3 separate regions of the Sus scrofa genome follow, and all the other regions are linked to region 1. A link is a contact called in public HiChIP or PLAC-seq data. All regions are on one chromosome and are shown on one strand. The core of a region is the stretch at or near the end of the contact, and the rest is flanking DNA. Distances in the headings are between cores, read along the strand shown. Region 1 has its middle 5.3 kb from the start of INHBA. Region 2 has its middle 160 kb from the start of INHBA. Region 3 has its middle 130 kb from the start of INHBA.

Region 1 (3,353 bases), core at 318-2,817:
TTGAAGGAGTCTAGCTGAAGCACAAGCCGGGTACTCATGACAAGTTGAATAAAATGTGCAAAATTGGGAGCTAATGAAAGCCATATGACAAGATACGTTATTGTGGATGCAGGATTTAACATGCATAAAATAAACTTTTCACTGTGCCCACAAGCAAAATATAGAGGCTCTGGCCTCCTGATGGGTAGTTTAGGCCCCTTTCTTTGGGCCACCAGAAGTCTGCAGAAGCGGGCCTGCCTTGGCTAAACACAGAGAAAGTGTGAGGTCAGAGCCATAAATGGGGGTTGGGGCAGGGAGTATTCTAAGAATTGCATATGCAGAAATGAAGTCAAAAATAAAAATCATTAGGTTGTAGAGGAACAGAGGGAATCTGAGAAGGAAAGACAGAAACAGGATCAGTGCTGGTTAAACTCCTACCCTGCCCCTCAGTCTGGAACTGGAAGGACCCAAGCTCTCTGCAAGAAAGGAGCTCCCTTACCCTTTTTAAATGAGCTCTCCGGGAGAGCAGCGGTCTGAGGGGCATCTAAACTCCCCCCTGCCCCCCCCCCCAACCCCGGGTGGCGTTCTGGAAACGCCACCGGGTTTATGAGTCTGGGGGCACAAACCCACCCGGAGGAGACCCCGGATGCTGCTACTTACTACCAGATAACCTCAGTGTCTCTAAAGTGGGCTCCACAATAACTCCCCTGCGGGGTCAAAAGCACGTGCTCCGAAAAACAGGAGGCGATATGATTTCCGAGATGCCCAGTGGGCGCCTCTCTCTGAACATCTGTGTCACAGGAAATCTGCAGCACCCCAGAGGAGCCACCCAATCTCTGTGACTCAGATCGCGTTGGCCACGGATGCCATCGAAGTGCCCACCTGCCTGGGTCAGCCCACCAGCTGTGACGTCATTCTCTACCTGAATCCCCAACCTCCGGGCTCAGCCCCGCGGGAGATGCCTCCTCGCTCAGAGGAAGACGAAGGTGGGGGGTGGGAGGGGGTGGGAGGGGGTGGGGGAGGAAGCAGGCAGGTTCAAATAACTTCGCTCCACTCTTTCGGGACCGGGGGTGATTTTTTCCCTGCCGGACTCCGGGGCCCAGGGCTGAGCTGGGCAGCCCGGCTCCCGACCAGCATCTCCTGTTCCTTGCTCGGGTCGGTTTCTCTTTCACTTCCTGCCCCTCCCCCCGCAGCTCCCCCCTCCCCGGCCTGCGGGCCCGCTGCTCGGCCTGCTACTGTACCTTGAGCAACACCTGCTGGCAGCTCCCGGGGATCACGCCGGATCGCGGCCGCTGCTCGAGCCCGGCTCGCGGGGCTGGAGTCACGGCCAAGCCGGGCGGAGCGGCCGCCTCTATTTTTACCCCGAGCACCCGCAAGGGCAACTTCTTTTAAGAGCAGCTCTTGATTTTTCCCCCCTTTTGGCAGCTAGAGAATTCAGAGAAGGGGGGGAGGTGGGGGGCGGGGGGGGGGGGGAGAAGCACTGATCGGGGAGTGCAGCTGGCAATCTCTGAACCCAGCCCTCGGTGGCAGGGCTTCAAAGCGCAGCCAATGCCAGGGACCAGGACGGGGACCTGAGGGCCGGCTCCGGGGCGGACAGAGGCGCGCGGGGAGCGCTACCGCCCCTCCAGCTCTGTCCCTTTTCCGATCGCTGAGCTGGGTCCTGCCGGGTCCTGCCGGCTCCTGCGCTAGCACGGTGGCCCGCTGCCACCGCGTTTTTCACCTAGTGCGGGCGGCCTGATTTACTGGCTACTTCAACAAAGCGCCCGGCTCCTCGCTCGCCGGAGCCTTCTGCAGGGCTCTGTTCTCGCCTGGAAGGAGCGGCCCCTGGAGAACCCAGGGAGGGGGGGAGCAGCTTGTTTCGAGGAGCCGGGAGGGAAAGTGTGGTACCTTATTTTACTGTAATTGCAAAAGGCACGATGTGCCAGAGATGTATATTTAGACGTTGTATGTTTCTACTTTTATGTAAATGGAGCAATTAGGGCCTGTCTTGCTGCTGCGAACTCCAGGGCTTGTGCCTTGCTGGGAAAGCTAGTGTTTTCAATCACAATTAGTGAGCTGGTCAAAAAACAAAGTTCGTTTAAGGATACAGGCCGGATGGCCTGAGCTGGGGGAGAGACCCGTGACCCTGTGCTGCCCTGTGGCCCTCAGCGACACACTTCTTGGGGGCACGGGCCACCTCTAGCCGTGTTTACTCCGTGGCAGCAGCTGTCCCTGCACAAAGTTGGCATAGATCAGGGAGCAAGAATGTTCATTTTTCTTCTCAAGCAAACCGTCTGTCCTTCGGCTTCCATCCATGCTATTAATTGGTCTCTTTGCTCACTACTCCTGGAACAAGGAGACAGGCCCAGAAAAGGGGCTCGTTTGTCATGGCCCTGTTGTTTTAGCTGCTGCTCACGCTTTGCCGTTACTCAGTTAAAAAAAATAATAATAGTAATACACATCAGGAGGCGTGAACACCCCAGGCAGGTGCCTGGGAGGTTGTGATCTGATTCGGCCGAAGTGGCACGAGGCTGGGGGTTCAGAGCACGGACGAGGCTGCTGACGAGTCAGAGTGTTTGAGTTCAAAAAATCTGTTTCCCCCAAAGCATGATTTCTGGTTCATCCCGTCTGGGAAACCGAACATAAAACGTGACTATGGGGAGAAACCAAAAGGAACCCGAGGTGTTCTCAGCAGCTGACATGTTATTCTGGGCTCAAGGCAGGAAAACCTTGTCTCCGTGGGGAGCGGTGACTCCCTCAAGAGGCAGCCCGGAATCCAGAAAACGTGGGCAGAAGCCAGAGAGATATTTGTTGCAGTGAGATTTCGGGAGTCTGATCAAAAATGGTTTGGATTGAATATGGGGCTGGCCAAACCGCCTGTTTGCTGGACAGCTGGAGGCTGCCCATCACCTGGACGCTAGCTTAGGTAGAGTGAATTGGGACAAAGAAGAATGAGCATTGCACATTCCAAACTGAGCTAGGAAGCTGTTTGCTTTTATGTCCAAGGCAATGAATGCATACAGCTAAATAGAAGAGGGAGAGGGAACGTTACAATTCCTCCAAAATTCCTTAGAAAACAAGAGGGTCAGGAAGAGCTAACCCCAGAGCCTTATTCCTAAGCCTCTCATTTTTCTGAGAACCACCGGAATATCCCATAAGGCCTCGGGCTATGTATGAGTGCTCTGTTTTGAGAGTATTTGGAAGTGCCTTATCTGAACCAAGGGAACTCAGATGCTACAGCTAAAATGACTAAGGAAAGAAAAGAAAACAACGCCAGTAAATGAACTGTTAGCTTTCCATTTAGAATAGAGGCTCTCAAGTGCGATGATTTTGCTCCCCAGGAGACCTGGGGCCATGCCCAAAGGCAAAATTTTTTGCTTGGTCTAACTGGGAAG
Region 2 (3,353 bases), core at 351-2,850, 150 kb after region 1:
TATTCTAAGCCCCTAACCTTTAGTATAATTTCTTAGACAGCAGTAAATAAATAACACACCGTGAAAATTACATAGATAGGTCCATTTGGCCTCTTCTCAAAAAGTATTCCAACTCAAGTGACATAGATTTTCTTTTGACTGAAGAGAAAGGATGCCAGTTGCTCTCAGTTGGGAAGGAAGTTCACCCCAGAAGCACTGGCAAAAAGCACCATGCGAATACTTTGCACGTATATAAGATTTAGTTTATTCAGCACTAGAATCTTTCCTTAAGTCACTGACAAATTAAAAAACAACAACTTAACTGTTAGTGGGTTTTTTTGGCTGCACCTGTAACATGCAGAAGTTCCTGGACCAGAGATTGAAGCCATGCAACAGCTTTAACCAGAGCTTCAGCAGTGACAATACTGATCCTTAACCTACTGAATCGCCAGGGAACTCCAACTGTTAGTGTTTTTAAATTTTTATTTTCTTGATTCTTTTTGCTTTTTCCTTTCTGCTATGCACCTACCTAATTGTCCAAAGTCATTAATCAAGATCCTTGCACACCTGAATTATAACCTCAAGGAGGGGAAATGACGCTAAGGGGCAGCGAGGCTATAGTCAGAAATGGTTTTCAGGTCCTATTTTGGGGAGGAGAACCAACTTGCCATTTTCTGTCTGGGGGATGTATAAATGATACTGTTTTTTGGTTGCTAAAATTCCCATGCTCTCTTATACATTCATAATACCTACATGGTCTTTGCAATCTTTTTTTTTTTTAAAGGACCAAAGATTGGTGAGAAAAAGGAGATTAGAGAAAGAATAATTAGACAGGTATGGGGACACAAATTGCTTATCTCTTAGCGATACATACTGACCTTCCAGGATGAGTGGGGTCAGCTTTAGCATATTCCAGAAAAAAAAAACAAAAACAAGGGGAAAGAATGGCCAGATGTTATAACTGATGAAGTTTTACGACAGGTACATGAGAATTCCGTATAATAGTCTCTCTACTTTTGAGTATATTTGAATGTTTCCATAATAAAATAGATTAAAAAAAAAAGCCTATCATAGTAACTCGGGAATGAAGTAATGAATCCTTAGACGTGAGTGGTGACAGGGAAAATAGAAAAAATATGATTGACTAATTCAACACACATTTTGATCTTAATAACAGATTTGTTATAACAACTTCAGCTGAGGGAAGAAACAAAACAGACTCATTTCTATAGCCTTGGAAATAGAAAAATGGCATGAAAAAGAACCTGTCAACTGTCTATAAATTCCTGAGCTTTAAACCATGTACTTGATCGGTCCATGTGATTGGAATGTATATGGAAATGAAGAAACTATGTACATTTGGAAAAAAGCACCAAGGATAGACGGCTACGGGAGAACAGAGGAAGAACAGAGAACTAGTGGATGCGGCAGAGAGATGACACACCAGGCAGAGAGAAAAAACAGCCACATTCCCACGTAAGAGGTGCCAGCTGGTTCGGACAGCTGTTGTCGGTGGAGGACTCCACGAGGCATGTTGGACACAAACGTCTGTGACTCACTGTACCTTGCCTGTCATCCCTTCCATACCTCAAAGGCTGTTTCCCTTGCCGTGTCATATGACCGATTCATATAGATGACTCATTGTCATCTGCCATTCATTGCAACGGCTTCGGGGTGACTCTTCCCCTGCAAGTCTCTTTCCCATAAACGCGAACATTTTTATCCTGTTTCCCCAGACGTGTTAGTATGTGTTTTCCCAAATTCTACCCAGCTATATTTTTCTTGCATGTCTTCCCACAAACTAAGTATTACAAACTTTCCCTGTGCAAGTGTTGCTGGTAAGATCTTTGATAAGCCGTGGGCTAACTACATTAGTCAGTGAGTGTTACGTTTCAAGTGACAGAAAGCTAATTTCCGCTCAGTCAAGCCTAAAAAGGACTTTATTTGCTCACATAACAAAGAAGAATGGGTGTAGCTGGGGGGCAATGGGGGGACCGCAACGCTACCCCCGTCTCCGAGCGTCTCTACATGTGGATTTCATTCTCTCCTCCTGCCAAAGGGTTTTTTACCATGAGGGGGGCATGAAGTGGGCAGTTCTGGTGTTACATACCCACAGGTGTGTGAGCAGAGAGAAGAATCTTTAGATAACTTCTTACTAGAATGAAACACTCTGGCAACAGGTTTTGACTCGCTTAGCTTGGGTTCTGGCCTTGAGGAGCCAGGGTACCCAGAAGGGAAGGAAGGAGGATTAGCCAGAAATTCATAGATAGAAGGGTAGACGGAGTGATATGCACAAAAAGGATGCGTTATGCTATAGTGCCTGACAATTACGGTCCAGATCCACAGTCATCTATAACCTGTAACACTGCACTAAACACCCACAGAAAGAGGGGAAATGGATGCAAAGTTTATATCTGTTGGAGGTCTAGTGTCTAGAATATTCGAAACAGTCTTACGACTGAAAATAAAAAGAGCCCAATTTAAAAATGGGCAAATGACTGAAACAGACATTTCTCCACAAAAGATATACCACTGGCCAATAAGCACACGAAATAATGTTCCACATCATTAGTCACTAGGGAAATACAAACCCAAATTGCAATGAGATACCACCCATGAGGAAGCCTGAAGAGTGACCCACAAGCCTGGCTGTAATTAAGAAAGAAAGAGGAGTTCCCGTCGTGGCTCAGCCGTTAACGAATCCGACTAGGAACCATGAGGTTGCGGGTTCGGTCCCTGCCCTTGCTCAGTGGGTTAACGATCCGGCGTTGCCGTGAGCTGTGGTGTAGGTTGCAGACGCGGCTCGGATCCCGCGTTGCTGTGGCTCTGGCGTAGGCTGGTGCCTACAGCTCCGATGAGACCCCTAGCCTGGGAACCTCCATATGCCGCGGGAGCGGCCCAAGAAATAGCAAAAAGACAAAAAAAAAAAAAAAAAAAAAAAAAAAAGAAAGAAAGAGAAACGTATGAGGGCTGATGAGTAAGTGAGGAAATTGGAATTTTCACTCACTGCTGCTGGGAGTGCGAGGTGGTAGAGCTGCTGTGTGAGACACTTGGGAAGCTTTTCAAAAAGGTAAACAGAATGCTACCATGTGACCGAGCAATTGCCCTCCTGGGTACACACCTGAGAGAAGTGAAGGAGTTCTCCTGCAGCTCAGTGGGTTAAGGATCTGGCGTCACCGCAATGGCTCCAATCGCTGTTGTGGCACTGGTTCAATCCCTGGCCTGGGAACTTCTCCATGTGGTGGGGAAGGTCAAAAAAAAAGACAGACTAAAGTGAGAACACGTCCACATAAATATGGGCACGCAAATGTTCATTGCAGCATTAGTTTTAATAGCAAAAAAGGGGAAGCAACCCAGATGTCCATCCACCGATG
Region 3 (3,353 bases), core at 341-2,840, 130 kb after region 1:
AGGGCTGTCAGGGTTATTGTGATTCTCTGATATTTGATACTTTGTATCAAGTCCAGCTGCGCCATATTGTATTGAGGAAATTACCCTCAATCCCATGTCTTCCGGTGGTCCCAACGCCCTGTCAACTGGTAGGCATTTAAATAAGCCTAAGAGGGGTTCCCGCTGTGGTGCAGTGGGTTGAGAATCTGACTGCAGCAGCTTTAGGCTACTGTGAAACCTTGGGTTCAACTCCCATCCCTAGGGAGTGGGTTAAGGATCTGGTGCAGGTCACAGCTGTGGCTCAGATTCAATTCCTGGCCCAGGAACATCCATATGCTGCACGTGTGGCCCTAAAAATAAAAATTAAGGAGTTCCTGTTGTAGCTCAGCAGTAATGAACCCGACTAGTGCCCATGAGGATGAGGGTTCGATCCTCGGCCTCAATTAGTGGTTTAAGAATCCAGTGTTGCCTTGAGCTGTGGTGTAGGTGGCAGATGCGGCTCTGATCCGGTGTCGCTGTGGCTGTGGTATAGGCCGGTGGCTGCAGTCCCTATTTGACCCCTAGCCTGGGAACTTCCATATGCCATGGGTCCAGCCCCCCCAAAAAAGACAATTTTTTTTTTTTTTTAAAAAGAGGAAGTAAACCTAGGAGTCCCGGTGACTTGTCAGCCCTGACTGAGCCCAGTACACCTCAGCTGGTTCAGCTCCCAACCCAATCTCATGGGTGCAGCTTTGAACCTGGAGAAAAGAAGCCAGGAACAGCATTCCTATCAGAGTCATTCCTCACGGTCAAGTGGACGGAACCATGGTAAACTTTCACTTGCTTCAAGGTTGGGTACATGCCAGACCTTGCTGGGTTTTTAGGATTCCTCCTCCAGCTTATCTAAGTAAAGTAGCATTGGAGACAGCAAATTTGAAGCGCAGATTTATGTACATGGACTCATGGCTCTTGGGAATGAAAAGACAAGTGGCTTTATTTCCCTGACCAGACAGAGAGCCTGGGCTTGGTGGGGGGAAGGTGGAGGGGTGGGCTTCAAACGAGGCCCGCTGGATATCTGGAAGGAGAAATAAAACGCATGCATTTAGGTGCAAAGGAAGCTGTTTTCATCTCCAACCCCGCCACCCCACCAAGCCAATCACAGGAGAGCTTTGCAAAGCTGTCCAAGGGTATCCTTAAAGAATGATAGATGCAACATTTGCTTTCTTTGGCCTTGAAGTTTCTCAGGCTCTCCTTCTCGAAACCTGGTTTGCGTTCTAAGAGGTTGGGAGTAGGGACGGTAACGTGGCCCAGGTCTCCTGACGTGTCAGTCCCTGCCCTAAAGGGGAAACTGGGGGAGACACTCACACACACAGAAGATAGGGAAGGAAACAGAGGGGAGAACACAATCTGTAAACCAAACTCTGGCTTCAGTTCGTTAACAATCCTGTGACTAGTTAAAGCGCCCACGAAATAAGCACGATGGGCTTGCCTGAGAAGGCTTTAGTTATTCTGGTAAAGCAACCATCAGCCTCTGCTTTCTCATCACCAGCGTTGCTGCTAATAATACCACCACAGGAAATCAAAGCGTATCAACAAAGGCACTTCCTGTTTGTTTTGTCACATGTGATGGGGACGCTTGAGTCACAAATATAAGCTGAAGTCTATTTATAGAGACCGTTTTCTTGGCCGGCTAATCAAGAGTGGGAGAAGCAGTGAGCCAACCTTGATGAATGAAGAGAGAAGAAACAAGTGACTCCCTCTGGGCTGCTTCCCCAGCTCTGGCCTTGAGAGAAGGAACAAAATGGGATGGCGTGGATTTCCCTGGTGGCACAGCAGGTGAAGGATCTGGCTTTGTCCTTGCAGCAGCTCAGGTCGCTGCTGTGAGGCAGGTTCGACTCTTGGAGGGGAATGTCCACATGCTGCCAAAAAAAAAAGGAACTAAAGAAACACAGGAGTGTCAGCAAGGGCGGCATGAGGGTGAGAGGGGCAGGAGGGGATCTGGACGTGCCTGTGCCCAGACCAGATGGCCACTGCAGCTGGGATGTAGACTGAGATGACCAGACGTTCAGACTGGGAGGAAGTCCAGGGTCGGGCACTCCGGTTGCAGCCCTCTGGCCGGTGGACCAACATGGAGATGTGTCGTGGGCTCCTTTAGCATCTCTGGTTCAGCGCCTGCTCGGAGCCAAGCAAGGAGCCAGCCGCCAAGGAAGCGAGGCCACCGTGCTCCTGCCCATCAAACCCCCCAAGCCCAGCTTCTGTGGAAAAGCCAGCGGTGACCACCCAGCGCCCTCGTGGCCACCCTACCCAACTCTAGCCCTGGCAGAGTCTGCCTCGCTGCGTGATGAAGAGTCAGTAGAAATTTAGCCAACAAACAAATACTGAGAAAAGCATTGTCATCAGTGAGCACCTGCATGATCAAAGGAGGTGAGGCCAAAGAAAGCAGCGTGTTCCAGGAGCCCTGGGGGTGTGCCCTGGATGGGGGGACAGCGCGTGAAGTTTCTGCGGGGGGGAGAAAGTCCCCCGAGAGTTCAAACCAGGCAGAGGCTACTGCTGGGCACCTCTGCTCTAAGGGGCCAGCCTGGCTGCCATCTGCAGGACAGTCAGTGGCTTAGGCAGATTTTTCTGGGGCCTGAAGATTATATAATTTGGAGAGCCCTCTTCAAGCCGATGAACACAAAAGTAAGAATATACCATTAGGTACAAAAGCAAACGTTTGTTTGTTTGTTTATATTTTTATTGTTTGTTTATGTTATTTTTTTGGCTGTACCTATGGCCTGTGGAAGTTCCCAGGCCAGGGATCAAACACTTATTGAGAATGAGAATAAACCACAACAAAATACAGGCTTTAGAGTGCTTTTAAAAAAAAAAAAAAAACCCACAAGTTAAAACATGGCAATTCCAATAAATCTCTTTTGCAGCAGCGCTCTCATTAAAAGGAAAAAAACCGGTATGGTGTCTCTACAGCTGTATGCGGAGCATGTCGTGTTCTATTCGGGGAAGGACAGCACGTCTGTTGGGACTAGTTATTGAATACAAAGTCCTCTGCTTACAAGTTATGTATCTGACGTTTGTAAGAACCTTTACAAGCTGGTCTCCTGGGGCTTTCAAAACGTTTATCGACGTAATGCTGATTTTAAAACGTCTTAATGTCCGCACAGTTAAGTGGTTCAGTTATACCCTCATATTCTTTCTTTGTTCTTTTAATCCCATGGCACAGGGAACTGAACCAGTGCCTCTGCAGCGACCAGAGCTGCTGCAGTCCGATCCCTCACCCACTGTGCCACGGCGGGGACGTCTCTTATTCAGACTCCTTCCCCTGTGGTTGATCTCAGGATATGGAGTACAGCTCCTGCTGTTACACAGAAGGACCTTGATGTTTCTAGCGTCCTGCTTTG

The links. HiChIP or PLAC-seq counts read pairs in DNA pulled down with a chosen protein or histone mark.
Region 2: an H3K27ac HiChIP or PLAC-seq map of alveolar macrophages shows a contact between it and region 1. The contact joins two enhancer-like sites. A contact is called at or near these places in 2 of 47 Hi-C or Micro-C datasets (adipocytes and embryonic fibroblasts) and 1 of 2 datasets of contacts at active chromatin or transcription factors (alveolar macrophages).
Region 3: an H3K27ac HiChIP or PLAC-seq map of alveolar macrophages shows a contact between it and region 1. The contact joins two enhancer-like sites. A contact is called at or near these places in 2 of 47 Hi-C or Micro-C datasets (embryonic fibroblasts and fibroblasts) and 2 of 2 datasets of contacts at active chromatin or transcription factors (alveolar macrophages and skeletal muscle).

The regions. Positions count from the first base shown.
Region 1 is chr18:52,882,710-52,886,062 of Sscrofa11.1, reverse strand. No RefSeq gene overlaps it. Among named protein-coding and RNA genes, the nearest start is that of INHBA, 5.3 kb to the left of the region's middle. Within about 2 kb of position 1,567, at least 39 of the 83 cell types and tissues checked have an H3K27ac peak or open chromatin away from gene starts, as enhancers often do. A contact at or near this core is called in alveolar macrophages, where this site is marked.
Region 2 is chr18:52,732,663-52,736,015 of Sscrofa11.1, reverse strand. No RefSeq gene overlaps it. Among named protein-coding and RNA genes, the nearest start is that of INHBA, 160 kb to the left of the region's middle. Within about 2 kb of position 1,600, at least 5 of the 83 cell types and tissues checked have an H3K27ac peak or open chromatin away from gene starts, as enhancers often do. A contact at or near this core is called in alveolar macrophages, where this site is marked.
Region 3 is chr18:52,753,543-52,756,895 of Sscrofa11.1, reverse strand. No RefSeq gene overlaps it. Among named protein-coding and RNA genes, the nearest start is that of INHBA, 130 kb to the left of the region's middle. Within about 2 kb of position 1,590, at least 5 of the 83 cell types and tissues checked have an H3K27ac peak or open chromatin away from gene starts, as enhancers often do. A contact at or near this core is called in alveolar macrophages, where this site is marked.